Linked DNA regions of Zea mays: region 1 is linked to region 2. The links are chromatin contacts, called in public Hi-C maps. All regions are on one chromosome and are shown on one strand. The core of a region is the stretch at or near the end of the contact, and the rest is flanking DNA. Distances in the headings are between cores, read along the strand shown. Region 1 has its middle 39 kb from the start of LOC103636824. Region 2 holds the start of LOC100285944 (glutaminyl-tRNA synthetase).

The links. A called contact is a pair of places that touch in the nucleus more often than the background predicts.
Region 1: a contact with region 2 is called in a Hi-C map of tassel, with 3 times the contacts expected there. The contact joins the enhancer-like site here to the promoter of LOC100285944 in region 2. A contact is called at or near these places in 3 of 25 Hi-C or Micro-C datasets (ear, leaf and tassel).

Annotation. Positions count from the first base shown.
Region 1 is chr8:22,684,983-22,689,817 of Zm-B73-REFERENCE-NAM-5.0, reverse strand. It overlaps the pseudogene LOC100273737. Among protein-coding and RNA genes, the nearest start is that of LOC103636824, 39 kb to the right of the region's middle. Within about 2 kb of position 2,762, at least 10 of the 20 cell types and tissues checked have an H3K27ac peak or open chromatin away from gene starts, as enhancers often do. A contact at or near this core is called in ear, leaf and tassel, where this site is marked.
Region 2 is chr8:22,399,157-22,403,861 of Zm-B73-REFERENCE-NAM-5.0, reverse strand. LOC100285944 (glutaminyl-tRNA synthetase) reads right to left here and starts at 1,557. Exons shown (of 22, transcript NM_001158833.2): 1 at 1,234-1,557; 2 at 582-629; 3 at 424-495; 4 at 190-289. The coding sequence starts at 1,377. It overlaps LOC100856985, which reads right to left. Exons shown (of 9, transcript XM_035961636.1): 5 at 4,453-4,557; 6 at 4,120-4,258; 7 at 3,713-3,854; 8 at 3,055-3,150; 9 at 2,732-2,979.

The sequences.
Region 1 (4,835 bases), core at 1,513-4,012, 280 kb before region 2:
TGATCTAACTTAACTTTGGTTTTCATTCCAGATCATCCTGTGCATAGTCATCATAATGATCGGCGTCGTATGTGCATGCGTGGGATCATACACCTCAGTCAGCCAGATGATTAGCAGCACCAAATAGCGCACGCTAGCTGATATTTATCTAGTGTCTACGGATCCTTCCAAATGCTTTGACAGAGTTGGAACTGGCAGCTTTTCGTAGCTAAGTTTATTTGTTCCTTCTTTATGGCAGAAATTTGGTAAGAGAGAGTTTAGTTGTGGGAGGACAGGCGGCGAAGGAGTAATCTGAGTTTAGTGTGGTGCTTTTGTGACTGATCATCTCTGGAGCTTTTGTGAATGATCTAGCTAGCTATCTGTAAATGATCTAGTTGTGAATGATATTATAATTGTGATGCTTTTGTGAATATATAATTGTGGTGCTTTTGTATTTATGTGATGGATCTATGACTGTGGTATACTGATTAACTGTGTATGTCTTTATGATTTGTGTATAAAAATCTGTGATTTGTGGTGCTTAATTAAATGTATATTATTATTAATAACAACTGTAAAAAGGGCGACTTTCTGTTGGTTGCTAAATGTATAGTATGACGACTTACGGTTGGTTGCTAAATCTATAGTACATCAACCCACGGTTGGTCTCTAAATATACAATATTTGCAACGGACGGTCGGTCGCTAAAAAGATGTCGGTCGCTAAAGCCTTTAGCGACGGCACTTGCAGCGACCATCCTTATGGGTCGCTAAAAGTTTTTAGCGACCAACCGTAGGTCGCTGAAGGCCGTTTTAGCAACCAACCGTAGGTCGCTGTAAGTGAACCGTCGTGTAGTGTATGGGGATGAAAATTTTGTTTTGCGCTAGCGTAGCCTCCCCGTAATCCTACAGGGACACCCTCCGCTCGATTCGGCACCAGACGAAGGCCTGTGACGGGGTCATCTCATAGTGCGGCCTCGTCCAGCTCAGAGGCCCACGTGTGATCTGGCCCATTGTAACGGGCCCTGCGTGGCCGCCGCGTGTTACGGGTCTAATTTGTAAAGGCATCCCTGTAATTACAGTCTGTAACCCTGCTTTATGGGAATATTCTGGGAATAACCTAGGTAGCTGAGGGCACATGCGTCCTTAGCACAAAGCGCTGGGCGCTCAGGTACCTATAAATACCCCCGCACAGTGCCCGTGAGAGGCCGGATTAACAGAGCTTTTGCCATCTAGCACGTAACCCTGTCAACGTCATCGTTCACCCCTGTTGGCCCCCCTTGCGAGTGAGAGCAAGTTCCAACACCCTCCAACTCCAATCTCTCTCTCTCTGCATTAGGGCATGCATGTCTTTTTATTCCAATGTGCTAAACTTTATTAGAGTAGTTCAGACACCCAAGAAGCTAAACTTTAGCATTTCAATTTATATGGCTAAAGTTTAGCAGGAAGCTAAAGTTTATCCCATGAGATTGAAACATGGCCTTAGTTTGATCCAATTAAATAAGGTATGAGCTATATATCTATATTAAACCTAACACAACGAGCATAATGAAGCGTATATGAAATATGAAGGAGCTTTGAATCTTTCAACTATTGTGTCAATTATTTGTTGCACGTGGATCAGATTAATTTGATCTTTCAGCTTGCACATCCATCGACCACTTGCCCTCCAGGCTACAGATGACCACATGAGTCGGTCTATATGGACCAGCACGAGGCACACTTATTTTGGCACGGACATGGCACGACACGACAGTAACTATGTCTGGCCAGCTCGAGGTTTATTATGGATCATATTTGGGCTTAGATACAAACCCATCGGACGGTATAAGCACTATCGACTCATTTAGCACGATACTAGACATAAATAGCCCATCAACTTGAGTACGACCTAGCACAACCCATCTGTGATCCAACTTTATCCCAATCTAACCCACCATATATTTATCCGTACCGAACCGTGCTTTGATCCGATTAAATCAGCACGACTCGTTGGTCACGTATACCTCCAGACCTACACTATGTATAGAGATGGCAATGGGTACCCGAAACCCGATGTGTTTTTACCCCATTAGGGTACGGGTTTGGATCAATTTTCATACCCATAGGTTTGTTAATGGGTATAAATGTATACCCGACGGGTTCATGGGTACGGGTTTGTTCTGATTGTACCCAAACCCGTGAACCCGTGGGTTTTTTAAACCCGACCAAACCTAATGCATATTGTCATTTTATTTTATAAACGAACAACAAACGTGTTATCTACCTATTTACTTCCTAATTTTTATCAAATAGTGAATGTATAAGTAGTTGGTGATAGTGTTGCTTGCTTGCTATTATAGTTATTACTAGCGTTATATATGTGGTGTGTATAACTTAGTGCAAGGTAACTTAATTATACAACGTATTATTTATATTTAATTCTCTCTACTAATATTATTTATACCAAATCATGAACTCATTGTTCATTATATAAACTTTGGACTATGATCTCATTAATCAGTACGATACTTATTGATTATAAAAAGAATAAGCATATTGGAGATAAAAACCCGCGGGTAACCCGTGAGTACCCGCAAACCCAATGGGTATGGGTTTGGGCAAAAATTCAAACCCGTCATGGGTACGGGTTTTTTAATAGGTGTAAATATTTTTCACGGGCACGAGTTTGGGATAGCAAAACCCGACGGATTTATATCCGTTGCCATCTCTAACTATGTACGAACCCGTAATGCGGTATTGGTAGGAACGTAGTGGTCCGTACGCAACTAACGAGCTTATGTAGTTGATGGGCTTGCTCATTTTACCTTGTTGGGCCGAAGCTATCTTCCTTTTCACTGTTTGGGCCCGTAATTGTTCTTGTTCTCGGCTAACGAACATCCAGCCGTAGTAGATACTCGTGTTCGTGTACGTACAACATATAACATGGTTCGAGGTGATTCTTAGAAAAAAAAATGGAGAGAGAGAACACCCGCGTGCATGCGCTTCCAATCCATTTTCTCATATGTACTACATTCTTCTGTGAATGGGTCTTATTCCTAGCCTTTTGAAATCCTAACGCATGCATATGAAATATATCGTGGGCCATATACAAAGTATAGTGTCGAACACTTAATTCTGGTGAATTTTAGCATCTACCAAGTAGTGATGGTCAGCAATGAATAAATCCATCAGTTCATACTTACCCCCCAATAATACACTATTTTTTTTCTTTACTAGATGTACGTACTCTCCTCAACAACCACCCCCATGCACGTGTATGGGCATGCCTAATCTAGTTAATTTTATATATCAAAGTAATCCAACTACATACAAATTAATGGTCTAGATCGTTATTTATCTCTCATATTAGTCATCGAAGATGCAAAGATCCATAATATCATTTGGATTATCTTGAGTCATCTATGTGTTTTTTATATTCGGCGAAGTCTTTACCAATTGCAGAAAAAATAGTCGACGAAGAATCATTTACCAATAAAATATTTATCAAGTATTCTTTGTTAAATATAATACTCAACAAAAACTTTGTCAAATAAAAAAGACATTTGCCGAGTGTTTAGAATACTCGGCAAAGAAGACCAGTCATGCAGCGTATCGGTAGTGTAAATCCGCGCCGTGTCTTTTTAATTTTAATTCATATAATTGAACGAACCGTTTGTTAAGCTGATGGCTTCGGACAAGTTGCGGTTTTCCTCTTCTCATTCACGAGGGAGAGCATTTTATATTCGCATGTAAAGCTTTGTCGTTCTCCGAATCAAACCGTTCCCTTTTCAAGTTTCCATGTGCTAGTCAGTCCTATGTAAAATGAAAAGGTCGTCTGTGGAAAACTTGCATTATATTGTTTACGTTTGTGTGGCAAGACGACTTTGTTCCATCCTTTTAGAAGTTCTTACGGCTTTGTGTCCTAGTAACTGATTATGTGTCGTCAGTTGTGTATGTCAAATAAAAGTCTATGGTAAATCGCATTATGTATGTATAGGGGTGGTATCTAGCTTTAAATTTTACACTATAAAGTTAAAGATCGGATCATATTAGAATCAGACCATATATATTTCTATTTAATTTTAAACTAAAAAATAACTAAGAACTAAGACGAATCATGAAGATATATTTGGATCATGATTATTACTACTGATCTATATATGTGTTAATGTGTACCTCTGCGACAAAGTTGCTTTCTTATCTTCATTATTTTCTAGCTAGCTAGCTAGGTTTCCGTGTAGTAAGTCTCCAGAGCCAACACAGATTACTTCAGAATTAATTAAATGTAAAACTGAGGTAGATATGGTGAAATCCTCACGAGTGGCCCACCGAAGAAGTATGGATGTATTTGGTCTAATGTCAAAGTACAATAAGGTGGAGCGACACCGTCTACTCGATTTTTTGAGACCATGCCGTCACTAAAAATTGCTTCGGTGTTCATATCGATCACTTCCGCGTGACTCTTATCTAAACATCATAGTAAACGTGGCCGCCTACTTCTTTTACTCCTTGTATGTCCAACAAAACACATACCCTATCTCCAATATATCTCCAGGTGGTTACGACAATTGAGCGTCCACCAGTGAAATGTGCAGCTGAATTAGTGATTATTATGCTATCATCTTACTTATTGCTATGGTTTTACTACTATTCCAAGTCTCCCAAGAAGCACTTTCTCAGTCAAGAAGTCGTTTTAGAGTAACAATACAAAATACTCTGCCATCCACACTCACCAGATTTTCTTTGATTTTCTGAGGAGAGCTCTCATCTCTGCAGCTTTTGTCCAGTAGTACGTAAGATAGCCTAGCCCCCTCGTACGTACCATTTTGACCGCCAAATTAATTAAGGCGAGCGCTGATAATATAATCTTTGCAG
Region 2 (4,705 bases), core at 308-2,807:
TATTTCAGATGAAACGGGCCGACAGACTAAGAAGTAAGAATAGACTATTTTCTGAGAGCTAGACAGAGACTCTTCCTTGGTATCAGAAGAACAGATAAGCCCAATGACGTATCACAAAATTCTAAGAACGATGCGCGACATAGATTATATTAGAAGCACATTGATACAAGCCATGGAAAGGAAATTTACCTACACCACATGCTTCTTCAAATTTGACCACATCTAGAGAATCAGGACCAGTATTAGTAAGAAATGACAGAGCAGCATCTAGCTGTGCGGGGTTCTTTATCTGCAAAGAGAAAATTTTAATGTTCACACCATCAAGGCAATGAGAAGGTGAAACAAGGAAAACACTTTGTCCGCACCAGCAAAATCAACTCGTAGAAGTCAAGAATGGAGAGGGGTAAAGGGTTAAGGATCTACCTTTGTTGACAAGACATAGCTAATAAGGACAGGACGGTGAACAAGTGCATTAGTTGGGTACTTGGTGGCGACCTGTTTCACACATGAGTAAGTTGAGTTACACAAGAAAAAATCGTCAACTTATACCTTTCTCATGTTCCATTGGTCTAGGTGCTTACTGCATACAGAAGATTGCCGACTGACTTGTCGCATTCCTTTATACCAGCCTGTCGGCAGGCAAACAAGACCAGTTAATCTAACGGGAGGAGGCGGTACATTTTGAAGAGATTGTCAGTGCAACAAAATGTTAAAATAGTAATTTGATCACAGCGAGGCTTAAGCTAGGATAAGTCAGTGGATAAGGGAACAGTAAAAAAACTAGATATATAATGTCTGAATTCCTATGTGACTTCTGAGCAAGCATGAAGCCGATATCAGATGTCGCAGTGACGAAATTAAGCGAGCACGGACAAAATGGAGCTGCAATAGAACGTGTGAACTAGGCAGCAGGCTTGCAGAACGAGGAACCAAAATTGCACGCTACGCTACTGTACGATCTAGTAACGGTCGGAGTTGGGAGGAACTAGATTGTGCAGCAGCCAGCACGGATCCTGGCATCGTATACCATTTACAGGGCGCATCAAACACTTGGGCAGATACTCTGCATCCGGAATTACAACGGCAGATTTCTCTACACCATGTGGCACAGGTTAGCATAACCAAAATCAGACCCCCTCTCCAGAACTCCGCACCAACGCTAGACCCGCCGAGACGCGACCAAAATCAGAGACACCCAGTGCGGCGAGACGCGAGCGGACGGCGAGGGCTCACCTCGGCTATGACGGAGGCGAGGTTGGCGGTGACCTTGGCGTTGACGAGCGCGTTCTCGGCGGTGCGCTGGTCGAGGCCGAGCGCCAGCAGCGCCTCGAGCGGCAGCGCCGGGCCCGCCTTGCTCCCGTCTCCCCCGGTGCCCATCCCCTCCGGCGCCGCCGCGGTAGCAGCAGCAGCAGCAGCCTCTCCCGCTCCCTAGGGGCTAGGGTTTAGGATCCCGGCGGGAGGAAGGGCGCAGTGGAGCGGCGGGGAAGAACAGAGTGGAGGAGCTCGTGAAGAGCAGGGTGGTGTGGTGTGGGTGGTTTGGATTGTTGGATTAAACCCAAGTGAAGAGCACCCAGTGATATATATCGAGGCCCACTTGTACAGGGGGGCCGGGTCCATTAGCGCGTGCGGCGTGCCGGCGTGCGTCAGCGTCACGGCGTGCGACGGATTCCGTCGGCTTCCGCTTTCCGTTTACGTTCGTCTTCGAGCAGACGGAAACTTGAGTTCCAAGATACTGCTGCTACGTTTTTTACATACCACGCGGGACGGGAGTAGCTGACCTTTGCTTCACTTGGCTGCCACGGAAATACGGAATCCATCGGCGCGGAACCGGATTCTAGAATCCATCCACCACACCACGTCGCGAGAATCTCTCGCCTCACGTCACGTCCAGAGTGCTACGGAAGCTGAAAGCGACTGATGGAGCCATGATACTGGTTTTGCTGAAGCGAAAACGTGCTTCGCGTCGGCCAAATTCTCTGGCAGGGCCCATGTAACAATGGGCCAGGATTCCGTTACAACGACCAATCTAATTCTATTATGCTTTTTAGTAATTATCTAGTGTCACGAGATAGCAGAGCCAAGGTCGCTGCAGTGGAGGCTGCCATCGCACAACATAGATCATATACCATTTTCGGGTTTTTTTTATCGTGTTTTAGGTTAAATATGAACAGGCGGACGATAAATATTCGAGAACATTAAAAACAGGCATCGGGCAACAAAACTCCGCAGCAAACGCTATTTGTGTTTTGTGTTATATATAATTACTATACTCGATTAGAGTTAGAGAACACCGTTTCTCTCCACGGCATTTCAGTTATAACTAGTTGAGTGCCCGTGCGTTGCGACGGTGTACAATTTATTCGATAATGTTAGTGCACAACAATTACATGGAAACAAACAACATATATATCAACACCAATATCTGACATATGAGGAGTGGACATGTCAGTCAGTAATAGCAAGTGATTGTTCCCCAGAAGAACGTGAATGGTGAGATTAGGAAGAAGGGATATTGGGGAAGTAATCTTCTATTTCTTAATTGCCAAATGTTCGACACAAGAAATAAAATCGGTCATCCAAAATAGTTGCACAAACTGTGGTTCCATGACTCCATTAGATGAATCAGGTGCATATTCAAGAAATAAAATCAAGGAATGTTCAAGAACAATAGCTAACAGTAAATTTCGAATTGCGGACAAACAATGAACTCTGAAACTTCTAAGATAGCATATAGAGAGCAAAATCAAGTCATTAATGATTCGTGCAATGACAACAACATTTCATATCTACAAAATCAAGGTAGAAGTAATCTTAAATCTTTCAGATATGTTGCCATGAATACACAAAACTTGCATGGTGAACTATGCTACTTTAGAGAGAGAGAGTTTTATATTAGTCATACAACACTGATTTGTAAGGTCAAGCCGCCGTTGCACCGGACACACAAGTACCCATTGCTCTCAGATTCAGCTGGTATGTCTGCAGGTAGAGAGATTGCATTTCAGAATTTTATTTTGCCATCACTCGGAATGGCATAGGACTGGAGAAACTTACGAGGCCAATAGATGTGTGGTGCAGAAGATGCTCTCCAACCATTTGCATCTACGGTTCTCCACAACTCATTTGCAACAACATCCTTGAGTAGTAGCACTGATATTGGTACAAGATATAGTTTGATAGAAAATTCAAATAAACATTGTATATACAATTCAATTCCATGCATATAGCATAACTCAATCAGTGATGCACCAAAAAAATGTCTGAGACAAATTAGGCCATTTATTTTTAACATTATTCCTTATACATTAAATATTATGTGCCATAACAAGATGCATAGATCCATACATTGCGCTGACTTGATTTTAACAGTTATTTATCAATTCCTTACTCGAGTCTTTTCATTATAATCAATAAACAGTATTGATCCATTGATGCATCACTTCCCTGACAGCCTAAGCTAGCAAAACTGAGGTTATGAAACATCATGTGTCAATTATCAATTTTACAAATGTCCTTACATTTATGTCGTAACCTGCTCGCATGCTTCAATGTTTACATTACATGTCTACTATAATGCAGCAAACTAATTGTTTATGTTTCTCAGTTTTTCATAGGAACAGTAAGCTACATACTTGGGGGTGCTGATTAAGCAAAATAATAGTTATGGAAAAGTTGGATCTAAACAACTTTGGAAAGAACTATCGCAACTTACTGCAGTCTGCAGGTAAGCCCATCAGTAATACTCTGTAACCATATTAGGTGCTTCTGCGTTGGATACCGTTTACAATCTTGCTTACGATCTCTTGAACAAGGAGTATGTATTTGTTACATATGTATTATAGAAACTTTTCCATCTGTTTCAAACAACATGATTCATGCTTAGGCATATACACTACCCAAATATGCCATTATTTGCAGAATAATTCATTCCAAATGATCCATTAGAGATTTTCTTTGCAAAGTACATTAGTTAGCACCAGCACCTGCATAGCCATAGCCTCTCACCTTTCACTCTTAACTCTCATGACATTGCTATCGGTCATCCCTCCACCAACGCCAAGCAGAGCAAACAGCACAACAAAATCACTATAGAAACAAGCATGGGTGACGCGAGCACACCTGGACCCTGTAGGTGCTGAGGAGGCCAATAGAGGAGGACGAACAGAGGCAGATGGTGCCTGTGACCAGTGCCGTTACAGTGACCCACAACTGCGACGATCCACGGTGCCGACACATTAATGTCTCTCTACCGAGGGCCCTGCGAGGTTCGCCGAACCAATCGAATCAATAGCACAAAGTAGACCACAATTTAAAAAATAGCGGGAAATAAATTGGGGGTGGATTGCCGCTTGAAACAGATGGCTCACATGAGCATTGGGGTCGGGTGTCTAGGATTAGGTCGTGCCGCGTGCGAGGGGTTCGGTGGACAAGAGGATGGTGGTGGCCACGAACCTGAACGACACGAGATTTTGATCCTCAACTAAAAGCTGAAATGCAGGTCAATTGATCCACAGACATATTGTTGAACACTTGTTGCCTATCCTTGCACAGTTGCACCTACCGAAGCAACAAGAGTGCATTCCATGATATTATTCCAGAATAGTCTCATCAAAGCAAAAACAATGGATAAAACAAAGAAGAGGATCATGGGGGCTGGCACACCATGAGACAGGGGGTCAGTTTAGCTGAACGTAAAAATGGAAAA